Regions from separate parts of the Anas platyrhynchos genome. Here regions 2 and 3 are each linked to region 1. The links are chromatin contacts, called in public Hi-C maps. All regions are on one chromosome and are shown on one strand. The core of a region is the stretch at or near the end of the contact, and the rest is flanking DNA. Distances in the headings are between cores, read along the strand shown.

The links. A called contact is a pair of places that touch in the nucleus more often than the background predicts.
Region 2: a contact with region 1 is called in a Hi-C map of subcutaneous adipose tissue, with 2.7 times the contacts expected there. The contact joins two enhancer-like sites. A contact is called at or near these places in 5 of 8 Hi-C or Micro-C datasets (F1 follicle, liver, skeletal muscle and 2 more).
Region 3: a Hi-C map of skeletal muscle shows a contact between it and region 1, with 8 times the contacts expected there. The contact joins two enhancer-like sites. A contact is called at or near these places in 3 of 8 Hi-C or Micro-C datasets (liver, skeletal muscle and subcutaneous adipose tissue).

Annotation. Positions count from the first base shown.
Region 1 is chr2:13,736,362-13,740,727 of IASCAAS_PekinDuck_T2T, forward strand. The region is part of intron 1 of COLEC10 (collectin subfamily member 10); the gene reads right to left. Among named protein-coding and RNA genes, the nearest start is that of COLEC10, 6.0 kb to the right of the region's middle. Within about 2 kb of position 2,385, at least 1 of the 8 cell types and tissues checked has an H3K27ac peak or open chromatin away from gene starts, as enhancers often do. A contact at or near this core is called in subcutaneous adipose tissue, where this site is marked.
Region 2 is chr2:13,849,064-13,853,429 of IASCAAS_PekinDuck_T2T, forward strand. No RefSeq gene overlaps it. Among named protein-coding and RNA genes, the nearest start is that of SAMD12, 52 kb to the right of the region's middle. Within about 2 kb of position 1,993, at least 2 of the 8 cell types and tissues checked have an H3K27ac peak or open chromatin away from gene starts, as enhancers often do. A contact at or near this core is called in subcutaneous adipose tissue, where this site is marked.
Region 3 is chr2:13,633,416-13,637,781 of IASCAAS_PekinDuck_T2T, forward strand. No RefSeq gene overlaps it. Among named protein-coding and RNA genes, the nearest start is that of CCN3, 15 kb to the right of the region's middle. Within about 2 kb of position 1,721, at least 2 of the 8 cell types and tissues checked have an H3K27ac peak or open chromatin away from gene starts, as enhancers often do.

The sequences.
Region 1 (4,366 bases), core at 1,135-3,634:
GGCTGCCAGAGATGAAGCTAGTGTATGGGGCATTAGACTCATGGCTCAGAGCCGACAGGTGAAAAAAATAAAAGGTATGGGAAAGTTTGTTCTGGAGATTTTGAGGAATTAGGAGGTGTCTCAACTTTTATTGCTAACATCTCCTGTATAGTCCCAGTTAATGCTCAAACCATCTAAAAACCTAAAGGACAGGGAAGGAAGATCTATCACCTGTTTCATCTTGGCATAAAGCAGCCTACCATTTCCTGCCTTATTTCCATTACCTGGGAAAATGAGAATAATGCTAATTTGCCTATCTGCAAGAGGAGAAGGGAAATCCTGCTTTTCTCCCAGTATCACATCTGAGAATGGATAGGCTGTTGCAAAGCAAGGGTAGAAGCCAACAGCATTAATTAGTTGTACCCTTTCATTGTTAATCTAATACTGGATTGATCCCAGTGCTTGGAAAAATGGTGTTATAATTATAAATCCATTGTGCCTGCCTTTAGCTGTTGCGTGCAGTGATCATAAATTTTGGCAAGCAATGTGAACTCTTGAGTTATGCTCCCCCCTCGTGGTGTTACCGTGATTTGCAACGAGGTAGGAGGGAGTGTGAAAGGTTGTTTTGGACAGGAGATGAGTTGGCTTTCTGTCTAATTTATAATAAGCATCTCTCCTTTTCTTCTGGGACCTCATATAGATGGGGCATCCCCCTGTACCAGCCACTTCTTTTGTAGTCTGACAGAAAGGGAAATCTAACTTCTGGTTGTGTTCTGGAGTGAGTTTTTGAATTTTTGTACCACTGTGCTTTATGCTACATGAATTGTCTTACAGAAATAAATAAAATCTGATCCTGACCTCATATGCCTGATATGGTTGTGGATGAAGCACTGGGAGCCAGTAGCTGAAGCATAGCCATTTCTCTACCTGTTCATATTCCTGCAAGCTGATTCACTTCTTCTGTGTGACAGATTTAAATTATCAGAATATTTAAGTTAATACATGAAACAATAAGATGCTAGACTCTTCCAGCTTGGGACTGTGCAAGACAGAACAAAAGAGGAAATGATAAGCAGTAAATGGCTTCTGCAGCCATTAGAAAACTGTAACTGTAATTGAGCGAGAGAAAGCCCAGTCCTTTCTTCTCCTATAAACAAGCTCAGGGAAATGCTGAAGGTCTAATAATCAGCAGGATTTTTAGGCAGTTGAAAGGATCTCTGCCTCTTTAGAAGTTTCACTGAACAATGCAATGTTGAGAGGTTACATTTGGTAAGAATGCAATTAGCAAGAATTTACTGACCTTCGGGTGATTTATATTTCCTTCCTCAGCCTTTTGTTGGCAGTTTATCTGGTTTGTATTCATGAGCGGAGGAAGTTTTCAGGTTAAATTGTTCACATATGTTTAGTGGCTCCCCAAGCCTCACGATCGGGGGCTGACCCCGGATCTTGGAGAATCACACTGTAATCCCCAGGGATTGCAGAGGCCACGCTTATCTGGAGATGCAGCCCTAATCTGGGCGAGAGCAGATCTGCAGGCTGTGTGGGGTCTAAAGCTGGGAGGGGTCTTCTAACAGGGTTTAGGCATGTTTTTCTCCAGGAACACTTAGTAACCAGCCTCTTCACTCACAGCTCTGATGAGACACCCTGGCTCCACACAGGGTTTTACTGAGACATCTCTCCAGGTGTTCTGACAAGCCATGGCCTCAGGTCAGCTGCAATTCCTGTCTCCTGACCAAAAATACTCCATAAATGTTAATGTTTCTTAAGCCTCTCCTTTACAGTGAATCAATTAAATGCTTCCTCTGAAGAAAAAGAAGGACAAAGCCTATTCTCAGTAGAGCCCTCCCAACAGTCCCAGGTTCAGCTCCCTTAGCCTGCAGGCTCAGCATGCTTCACAGCCCCGGGTACCTTCCTCCACGATCCCTGGGCATGCCCCCCATTTCAGCTGATAGAAGCTCTGCCTTTGGTGGGCTAAAGCACAGTTCTCCTCCTACATCAGATAGTCTGAACAGAAAAAAGGACACACCATGTACAGTCTGCAGCCTACTGACTCTGAGCCTTTGCAGCACTTGGATGCGTACTCTCTCTGTTGAGAAGTTTGGTCACCAGAGGGAGTCGCAGACTCCAAGAAACAAATAAATAAATAAATAACCAACACCAAAACAGTTTGTCTTTCCATTGTACAAGCATGTCACAGTTACGTCAATGGAAAGACTGAAGATTTCCTCTAATTTCACTTTCGTTGTCTTTTAGACACTTAGCAAATTTCCCGTAGCTGAGGGGGTTCTTGTTTCCAAGCTGCATGCGATTAGTGAGGACATGATTTCTTGTCCTGCCCTGGAGTAAAATGATATAATCTGGCTGGAATCGATCTGACGTGATGTGCCCTTCCCTGTCTTTCCTCCTCCTGTCTGACCTCAGCACTGACTTGTGTACTTCTGTCCCAATTTGGGTGATTTTGAGCACTCTTCTGACCCTGTGTTTAATGAATTATTGGAATGAAGAGGGAAATACCAGTAAGGCAAATAAAAGTGCACATTTTTAATAAGCTGGAGGACTCTGATGAATATACAGCCGAGCCAGTGCAAGGTGAAGGTAAGATCATGCAGTCTGAATGGTGGAAGAAAAAGATATTGGGCCTCCCCTTTTGGAGAAAAAAAACCAACAGATCAGTCCAGCTGTAGTGTGTAACTTCACCCATAGCCTCTCTTCCAAGTGCCCTGCAGGGAACATGCAAGGCTCCACAGGTTGCATTATGAGAATAGAAGTGTTTTGCTCACAATTTCTTGGTTACTCTTTTCTTTACCCAGCTCCAAGTTAGACAGCAGGGCCCCAGTCACCTTCCCGGGTGAAATGGAAAGAATCTTCAGGAATAAATTGGATTATCTGCTCACTTTTCTGCTTTCCACTTATAAGGAGATATTGTCTTCACTAGAAATACCCACTTCTACTGCATTGCATGAGCCACACTCAGACCCTCACTTGGTTCTGTGAAGCTCCGCTTATCTGGATTACTTGGAAGTGTGGGCCTTTGTGCACAGATGGGACATATATTGTGTCTTTAATAACACAGAAATAATTTAAATTGTTTCTGATTCATCTTTCACTTGATCTGTCCCAATTTAAGCTTCTCCACCTGATCCCTTGCCATTATGATGTGATCTCAAAGACCCATGGGTTACGGTGATTTGGGTGAGGAATCAAACCAACATGAATAAGAAATACAGACCTGATATCTTCTGAATTTGTATTTAAGTGCCCACATATATGCTTTATAACTCAGGCTGATAAACATCAGAAACTTAACATGTGCTAAAATACATGAAGGCTAAAATTCATGACAAAATAGAATTATGTGTTGATTATAAAGGGCTCTTCAGATCAAATGTGAGGTGCTAAGAGGGAAGCTTAGTTGTAGGTTTGAACAGTCTATAGGATGTGGTAAGGCACTTTATATTTTCGGAAGAAAATGTGGATAGCAGCATATCTGGTTTCTGAGAGAGTTTTAGATTTTCCAGGAGTGGAATTGCGTAAGCGCAATTAAAGCTGAGAGATGGACAGCTATACTGGAGACCACAGTAAATGCTATTTTGAGGAGCCAGCCAAAGTCATAGAGTTTATAAACATCATTTGTCAGCAATAATAGTAAGGAAATGCTTTCCATCTGAATTGCTATGGGAAACTCCCAATACTCTTCAGATTTCATCTCATTCCAGTTTCTCAACCTGGGCCTGATTCAAGGCCTTTGAAGTTCCTGTGTCTGGATTTCAAAGGAAGTGATCTGGGACCTGATAGCAAGATAGCAAGACAGCAAAATCTGGAGTCAATGCTCAGACACTCCCCCAAATTCATGTGAAATCAGCTCGAGCCTTGCTCTGCACTTCTGCAATGCCAGCCTTATTCTTCTCCCCCTGCTCAAGCTTTTGTTAGGAGTTTAGTCATCAAAGTTTTGGGCTCTCAGTTTATTTCTGCCCTCATGTTGTTGCTTATTGATTTACTCAGGCTGGAGCATGGATTGACAGCTGGTGCTTTTCCTCTCACAGTGTTTGCTGCTGCCTTCCCATAGTTTCTGGTTCCTCTCTCGGGATCAGCATCCCCCAGCCTATTTCCAGGCTTGGAAGGGTTGAAAGTACGCAATGGGGCCATAACTAATGTTTCTAGTCAAAACACTTGGCTACCCTGGGAAATTCATTGCATTATTTATGCTAGATCTGGTTCTGTTTGTACCCAAGAAGTTAATGGAGTACAGAATTTGGTTTTTACTGTCCTAGTTAGCCAGCTGTGGATAAGCATTACCTAAACTAAATTTTCAGAAGTACTTCACCAAATCAGCCCAGCTAAATCCAATTTCTTCTTAAATGTCTCATGTCAAACACCAAAAATCACT
Region 2 (4,366 bases), core at 743-3,242, 110 kb after region 1:
TCTCGGTTCTCTCTGTCCACACATCTAAGACCTTGGTCTTCTTTTGCCCAGATTCAAGTTAAATGGTTTCTTGCTCTCTGTTGATCTGGCAGTGTGTAGGCTAGGATGCAAGTCATGTGCCAGCTTGATGCTACTTTTAAAAGCATCAGCAATTAAACCCTTGGTTGGTAAGGCTGCAGAAAGCTCAAGATAATGCATTTGGCATGCAAAAGGTAGCACATGCTCAGGACAGACAGGAATTTTGAATAATTTATCTGCCAAAGTCTACCATACTAATAATGAATAGGGCTTAAAACCCACCCAAATATGGGCAAATGCTTATGTGTCTGGCACCAGGATGCCTTCAGCCTGCCAACCTTCAAGTCAAAGCATGGAGAAGCTAGCATTTCCAAAAAAGAATTCTTACAACCAATTCATTAACATTGGCAAAACAATGTCTTTTTTTCATAATCTTTTTTCTGGGAAATAGCATAACCATTTTTGCTGAAACTTTCCAAAAAAAATTTAAGCAGCGGCAGACACCCAGCATAAAATTTTACAAAGTTATAAATAACTAGAATAGGGATTTATAATTAGAAGCATCAGGCAAACTTACACTATGGAGTAGCATAGTATTAATAACAACCATTTTTATTACTGTAGCCCCAAAAATGCTGCTCAGGGACCACAACTCCAAGTCTAAGAACATGGGATAAGGATATGTCTAAAATATTGTTGTCCCAAAGAACTTATTACTCAAATTTCAGACAACAGAAAACAGATGGGTCCAGACAGATGGGGAGTGCAAGGAAACAAAAAGAAAACACTGGACAGTGTGACTGGCAACTCATCTCAAGGAACCATCAATCTAGGTATTGCCACACCTTTTATAGTTCTTTGGAGGAACTCCATTTGGGGGAAATGGGAACTGATCAGAGGATAATGAGGTAGTGTTGCAGATGCTTGCAGAAGCATCAGGTTGGAATTAAAAAAAAAAAAAAAAAGAAAGAAAAAAAAGCATGGATGCATAGAAATGAAACTAATTGGCCATACTGTGGACACCTGGGCAGATGTCATTTAGCGGTGAGAAAAGGCCAATAGGTAGATGGGGCACAGACTGGAAAGTAAGCACCCAAGAGGTTACCCTAACTGTTGGGATTGTCATTTATGCCTGCCCCTGTGCTCATAGGGGACTGTGTGACTTCAGGACCCTTATACCCCTTTCCTTCTACACTTTTGCTGCCACAAAAAGGAGAAAACACAGACTGCCTGCTTCACTGTTACCTGCATGGGAAGATTATTATCTTCTGAGGACCCTGTTTCTTTGTCCCACGAGGGATTGGTTGAAGGTAAAATAAAGCTAAAGATAGCTGTAATTGAAGAATGTTTTTTGTTGATGTGGGATAGAAGTGACTTTATCAGCTTGCTTTTGAAGCCTGAAACACTCCACCACCCCTAGTGTTGCTCTTCAGCCTCCTCCTCTGCAGCATGGAAGGTGGCTGAAGCCCTGGGCACACCTTTTGTGAAGGTAGGTGGGGTGTCCAAAGCCCTGAAGGTGTGTTCCCTATTCCCAGAAGGAAAACTGCAAAACAGCCAGTGAAAAAACAACATTTTCAACCAAGATGGGGGGGGGTCCTCCCTTCAGACAACCATCCTGGAGCCTTTCCAGCCAGGTTGGCCATACCTACACCCGGGTGTTGCAGCCGTGGGTGTAGCTCAGGCTGTCCTGTGGGGCTCTGAGTGCAGAGACTGATATTTCTGAGTGCAGAGACCGATATTTCAGCAGCTGCTGCAAGAGCCGGGATGCCTGCAAGAGAGTCGATAACCCAGGTAAAGCTGCAAACAGCCGTGGTTCTCTGCACAGGGGGATGAAAAGGACTGAAGGACAGGCTGGCTCGCTCGCAGTCCCAGCGGAGACCAGGGTGCTTTGCTGGCCAGGGCCAGGCAGGGCGATGGGGATTTCTGTGGGATTTGTCCCATGGCGCAGGACGGCGGGCGGCGGGATCGTGCAATGTGAGTGCCATCTGCTGGGCCTGGGAACCCTGCACAGCGCTGCACAGCGCCCAGCTCGCCCGCCATCGCCCCTCGCCTGGCCCTGCCATCGCCCCACATCTCCTGTAGCTTCAGCTACACCCAGGCATCTGACACGGTGGCTCCAGGCCCTGCAGGAGCAGGCGAGGGGCTGCTGAGCAATTCTCACAAGGGCCAGTGGTGTCCTCTGCTGTGAGGGCTGCCCTGGTTCCCCTGGCAGTGCCCTCTGGCCTAGCTCAGTGTTCCCTTCCCACCCACTGGCGTGCCTGGCATTTATCCTGTTCATGGTTTCAGGTGGCTTCAAGCTGATTGCAGAGCTCTGCCTGCAAACCTGCAGCATCTTAAGCACCAGTAATTCAGATTTGAGCAAAATACCTGTAGTGGACGCTGAAGTTTGCCTGTCCCCACATAAAGCATCCCTTGCTCTTTCTGTTGGGTTTATCATTTTTGGCAAGAAGCTAAGTTTTTCCAAAAGCCTAAATCTCCTCTTCAGCAGTTTATTGTCCCAAAGCAGTCATTCGGCAATCCCTGGATTGTGATATGCAGTCTCTCGCTAGCCCTACAAAGCTGACTCAGTGGGTTATACATATTCCCTCTTAACAGCAACCAGCATCTGGGACCCAAGAGGCTGGCCAAGGCAAGTGTGGATCATTGGAGGGGATGGAGCAGTATGAGATAATCTCAGCTGTTTGTTCGCATTGGAAAACTGCTGGAGAAATAACATCACCATTCCACTGCCAGTGGCCTGGTGTGACCTGCTTAGCTGCAAATGCTCATCTTTGGCTCGCACTTTCAGCTTCTCTCCATCACACATTCATAAAGTTTCAGCAGAAAAAGATTCAGACTATTTTCTGATGGATTTTACCATTATCCTCATACTGAGTTCACTGGGAAAAAGAAGTCCTTCAAGAAAGATTGAGGTGAATAATCCATAACTTTCCTTGGCAAGTTGTTCCAAAGACTAATTGCCCTTCCAGTTAAAATTTTATTACTGATTTCTAATTTGCATATGTCTGCCTTTATCTGCAGTTCTGCCTTAGTTCTGACTTTTTTCTTTCTTTTTTTTTTTTTTTTTTATAGTAGTTGGTAGAAACTCAAACATATTTTTCCAGTCTACTTTTTGATTAGCTAAACCGCTTGAGCCCATTACGGTTGTCAGTGTAAGGAATATATCTCTGACTTTGGCAATTTTTTATTCCTTCCAATATCTTCTCTAATTTTTCAGCATCCATTCTGAAATGTGAAGAGTTGATCTGTATGGGTATTCAAGTTTCAGTCTGATCAGGAAGGCTACAAACAGAGAAAAACCCAAGACCCATGACTCTCATGTTGACATATGTATGACCCCATTGGTATGTCGAATAATCATAATGAAAGCCTACACTTGTCTCTTTTCTTGCTTTTCAGCAGTCTTGCTGTTTTTCTGCAACCATTGTCTACATTTCTTCTTCGTGACATATCACTTTCCCTTGATTTTAATAAAAGTCAATTGATTTGAAAGGTGTGGCTTAAGAAACGATCTTTTTTTTGCCTTACAAGCATTACTTTTACTACAAGAAACACCCCATTTGATTGTAATTCCCAATGACAGCTACTTTATGAGATTTGTGGTGGTAATATGTGAAGTCAATATGTGTACATTTCAGGTAGACATGAGCATATTTTCTCTCCTAATTGTCAGAAGCTGAGTGCTGAGACACAGCAGCGGTCTAACAATTTACAGCATATGAGCTTTGATGACTAGCTGTGTGAATGCCCTTAGCTCATAGCCAATATAAGACAAAGCACTTCAACTTAAACCTCAGTAGAAGATGTGCACAACAGTTTGCACATGTGCTTTTAAACCATTGGGAATTCATTCAGGATTTCCTTAACCCATGACAAGTCATTGATTTGTCTGAGTCCTGAGTTAGGGATGTGGTTTCAAAAGCTCTTCCCTTAGCACCTCTCCAGGACTCTGTTTTCCCTGGAACCAACAAAGTACAATAACCAAATAGCAAAAAAAAAATATTAAAATTAGAAAGAGAGTATATTTGAAAATGGGAAAAAAGACTTTGATAACATTCACATCCACATTTCAAGGGAAATGAATTGCATCTGTCTCTTTGGCCATTTTTTTTGGTTAGGTCTGCCAATAACTCCTGTTATCTAGGCAGAGAACATATCTGTATTGTGGCCAGAGATCTTGCTTTTCAAATCCACCCTATCCAGGGAGGCTGCTTGTGCTTTTCAAGCCAGTTTTCTCCAATTTTTCTCTATTGGTGTATTATTTATACACTGTTAGAGGGTTGAACTTTTCTCACATGCTGAAACACACTGAAAAATTGTGACAAAGCTTAACTATTTCCAAGAGAGG
Region 3 (4,366 bases), core at 471-2,970, 100 kb before region 1:
TGTCCACTGACCTCTCTTGTACTTGGTCTATAGTCAAGAAGCACATCTCCACTACAGCCATTCCATCTTCCGTGTGGCTGATCTGGCCTTATTTCAGAGATAATGTGGATTGGTTTGGATTTGGAGATAACGTGGATTGGATATAGCTTGCTTTGCTGTCTGTCTGCAAGGGAAAACCAATTCCTACTGCCTTGGCCCCTGTCATCTTGGCTTGTTGCCATACAGCCTCCACCAGTTGCTATTTTGGATCACCTCTGTTATACCCAGTGCAGCCAATATCCTCCAAGAGGGTTTCTTGGGGTTCACAGTAGTTGTTTTGACCACAGTTTGCAGGTACAATGCAAGTTCCTGGTTGCTTTCTCCCATGGAGATTGTAACATCAAGATTCAGCTCAAAGCATATAAGAAGTGAGAATGATTAGGGAGCCTGTCTGGATTACATCTCACCCATACAGCATTATCTGTGGCATTCCTAGTTTGGGAAGGCTTGAATATGAAATGCTATTGTTTATTATTATTATTTATTAAATTGATTTCATTTTTACTATAGGTGTTTCCTTTCGTGCCAATCATTTTTTCAGGCTGGTTCCCTGATCTCCTGTGCATTAGAGAGGCTCTGTTGACTTTCCACAATGTGCTTTGAAGTAAAGTTCAATCAGGATAAGTCCCTGTGTTGTGCCAGGCTCTAGCTCACTGTTGTCCCTTGTTCTTACGTGCCATCTGCATGCCCTCTGCCCTTGGCTGAAGCTTTCCCTTCCCCACAGGCTTCCTGCACATTCCTTTCTGTGTGGTTACATGAACCTCTCCATCCGAAATCCGGCTGGGTGAGGGATTTTCATTTCATGGAAATACGGGAAGCTACGGTGCCTAATGGCACAAGACCCTGCCAAGTGACATTAATAGGCTTGCACTAAGGTCTAAGAATTTCTTCCAGGAGTTCTTTTCTATGAAATTGAGTTTACCCCAGGCCACAAGACACCATCTGCAAACTGCACGGATCGCAGGGGGCATAAAATGTACATTGGCTGGTGTTGGCTGTGCTGCATGCGGCGTCACATAACTGCAGGGGTGAAGATACCTTTCCAGTGGTAGCACGTTACAAAGGTTGCACGGTTGTTCCCCTTCCCAGCTGCCATACGATATTGTTCTAGTTCCCCGTGGCTCAGCAGGCTGCTACTACAGCTGTGGCTTGAGCAGCTCAGGGTCGCTAATAGGTGGCAAACATGGGCAGGCAGCTCTGTGGGGTACTGAGGGAGCACAGCCCACTTGGCCTGGCACTGTTAGCACCGCGCTGTGCAGTACAGCCCTGAGCTTCAGGGACAGGGTGCTGCGGCCTCCCTTCACCACACTGCTCAGCACACAGGCATGTGAACCTCCTGCACTTAAGAAGTGCCACATCTTCCAGCGGTCACTTCATCTGCTAGCTGTAGAGTGGGGATGATCTGTAAGCCATTCTTCCCTGCCAGGAATCTCAAGAACTCAAAAATGTGTGACGGTGAACATCTAGAAGCTCCCACATTGGACAGTGGTTACCCCCCATGACCTGGTGGCTGTGCAAGCAGCCCTGCTCTTGGCTCTGCAGCATCGTCCTGCATTGCAGCCCTGTTGCAATCCCTCACTTTTTTTTTAAGCCATGGAAACTGAGGCAAACAAAGGCTGAGTAAGTCAACCAGTGCTACACAGCAAGCCTGTGGCAGAACTGGGAACCGAACGCAGACTTTCTGACTCCCAGTCCTGGGCTGGAGCTACCCACTGAACTCTGACGTGGGACGAAGTGAATCTCACCAGAGACTTCAGATAACCACAGTTTAATTTGGTTTCTCTGTGCTCCATACCCTGGGGAGATAGCAGACCTCTGGCCACGAAAGGCAAGTTATTGAGAGATTTACTGTTAATTCCTCCTTATGAGGTCCATCTTGTTATGTTTGGAGTTGCCATAGGTTTCTGTTTGTTTTGTCTGTTTTTTTTTGCATGTGGGGCTTGTGTGTTTTATTAAGCCCTTGGCTAGTATCTTGTGCATGTTTAAGATTTTATAAAGGTTTCTTTCGAGGTTATTCATTATAGCTTTCAAAGGTGGCCTATTCTGCAGGCTTGCTATTGAATGACAATCTTTGACAAACTGGTGTCTCACAGAGGGGAGAAGACTGTTTCTCATATGCTCATAATTAGTATTCCCAAGGGTTCCCTAGCTGCTTTTCATAGCTCCGCATCCACATTGACCTTGAACTTTGAGTGCTCCAGGGCTTCTTGAAGCACAGTCACTGGAGAGGTAGACTAAGAGAGAAACCTCCTTTTATTTTCATCACTTAAAAAAATAGATGACTTCCAAGAGATATCTTGCTAGTACTTTGTATTCTTGACTCTGCCACTGATCTGCTGATGACCATGGGGAAGGCAGTTGAACCCTCTGTTTCACTGGGCCTTTTCTCTCTTGTTTGCTAGTGCTGTGGGCAATGGAAGGTTTTTGGCAACCTTAGTTACTGCTCTGACATTTTTCATGATGTGGTAGTCATGTCTTAAAAAAATTCTTTCAGACATACAAAAGAGAAATAATCGTGTTGGGAAAAAAGTTCTGGAGTGTGTTGAACATTCTATAACAAAGAATATTTTTTTAGTACGAGTATATATTTTGGGGTTCAATGTGCATCAAAACACAACTGAAATTTAGAAAGATTTTTCCTTTGATCTACTTCATGTTAAGCATGCAGTAAAGGTTTTTTGGTTGATTTAAATTTTGGAGGAACTGTTTTTGTTATTTCACTCGTTATACAGAAGCAAGAGCATTGTTTCATTTAGCAGATTTCCTTCCTCTGGAAAATGTTGACTTTCATCCTAACTGCAATTATTAACATTAAACAAGAAATCTTAAAAGGATATGAGTCGATAACAACTGTGAAAAGATTAATATTTCCTCCAAGCTTGAAGACAAATTGCCTACACTCTTTTTGCAGATGTCCCTTTTTTCACTAAAAACAGAGTTCTAAGTAGTGTGTGTAATAGTTTTTCAACTGCCTCCCCCTCGTGGTCAATATGGAAAACATTTGGAAATGTTGAAAAACTGGGTAAAGCTCAGCACTTGCATTTGAATTGAGTCCTTTTAGAAGGAGACTTTCAAATGCTGAACAAATGTGAATTAAGTCGACAACGTATCAGTTCTTTCCAGGAACAAAAACTCCAAGTAACCTTAAATGAGAGTGAAGATACCACAAAGAACTTGATCTGCAACTGCAGCTGGGTTGGTTGAGACTCTGTCTCTCTCAAAACTATGCTCTTGCCTTTTTTCTCCTCTCCCACTTCAGCCAGGCCCAAATGTTACAGCAGAACCTTTTTCTTTTTTCCCTTCTTCACACCAAATGCCCTGAGAGAAGCAGTGGCTTGCTCTGCAGCTTCTTGTCTCATGGTCTTCATTGCTCACTTGAGTCATGGTTCTGCTTCCACACGTATATTTGGTTGATCCCTAGTTTATTATTATTATTATTATTATTATTATTATTATTATTATTATTATTATTATTATTAATATTATTATTATTATTATTATTATTATTATTACTGATGATGATGATGATGATGATGATGGTGATGATAATTTCCCACCTTGCACTGATACAGAAGCTAAAATGTTCACTACAGCCTGAAAGGGGAAAAACTCAACATTTTGGCTAGTGGTCAGTGCAAGTGAGAGATGAGCATTTCATCCAAAGGTTTACTGATGAAGAGAGATGCAAAGTCATATCCACCAGCCAATGTGCAACCAGAAATGCAATAAAACATGAAATGCAGTATTGCAATAATTTGCAATCAAATGCAGCAAGATTGTCACAAATATGCGTGCATTGTACACAAAATGTAGCCTCTTCACCATGGAGCACACGGTCACAATTCCAGAGACCATAAATTTCTCTGATCTCATTGAACGTCTAGTCTGTAAAGATATTAAGTAATGCCTGAGACCCCTCTGGTTCTCTAAAAAGATATCATATTGCTTAATTTCCTCTGCAACATGATCCTCTGAAGTTCAGGATCGACTTGAAAGGATAACGCTAAGAGGAGGACAGCCTCTGCGGTTAAAGCAGGAGATTTTGACTTAAGAGAAATGGGCTCATTTCCTGGTTTTACCACAAATTGTGTGTGGTATGGAGGACACTGCTCATGTATTCTGAGCTTTTAGTGCCTAGTGTGCTAACCAGGTAAAAGGGGCTCTCCTTTCCTTCATCCTTTGCATCTTTGTCACTTAACTGAATCAGAAACTTTTCCTTTGCACTTTTTTATTTACTCCAATCCAAACCAGGCCCCTGGCGTGGCAGAGGCCTGCAAGCACTTCTGCAATGCTCATAAGAATTTGAAGACGTCTAAAAATGGGGCGG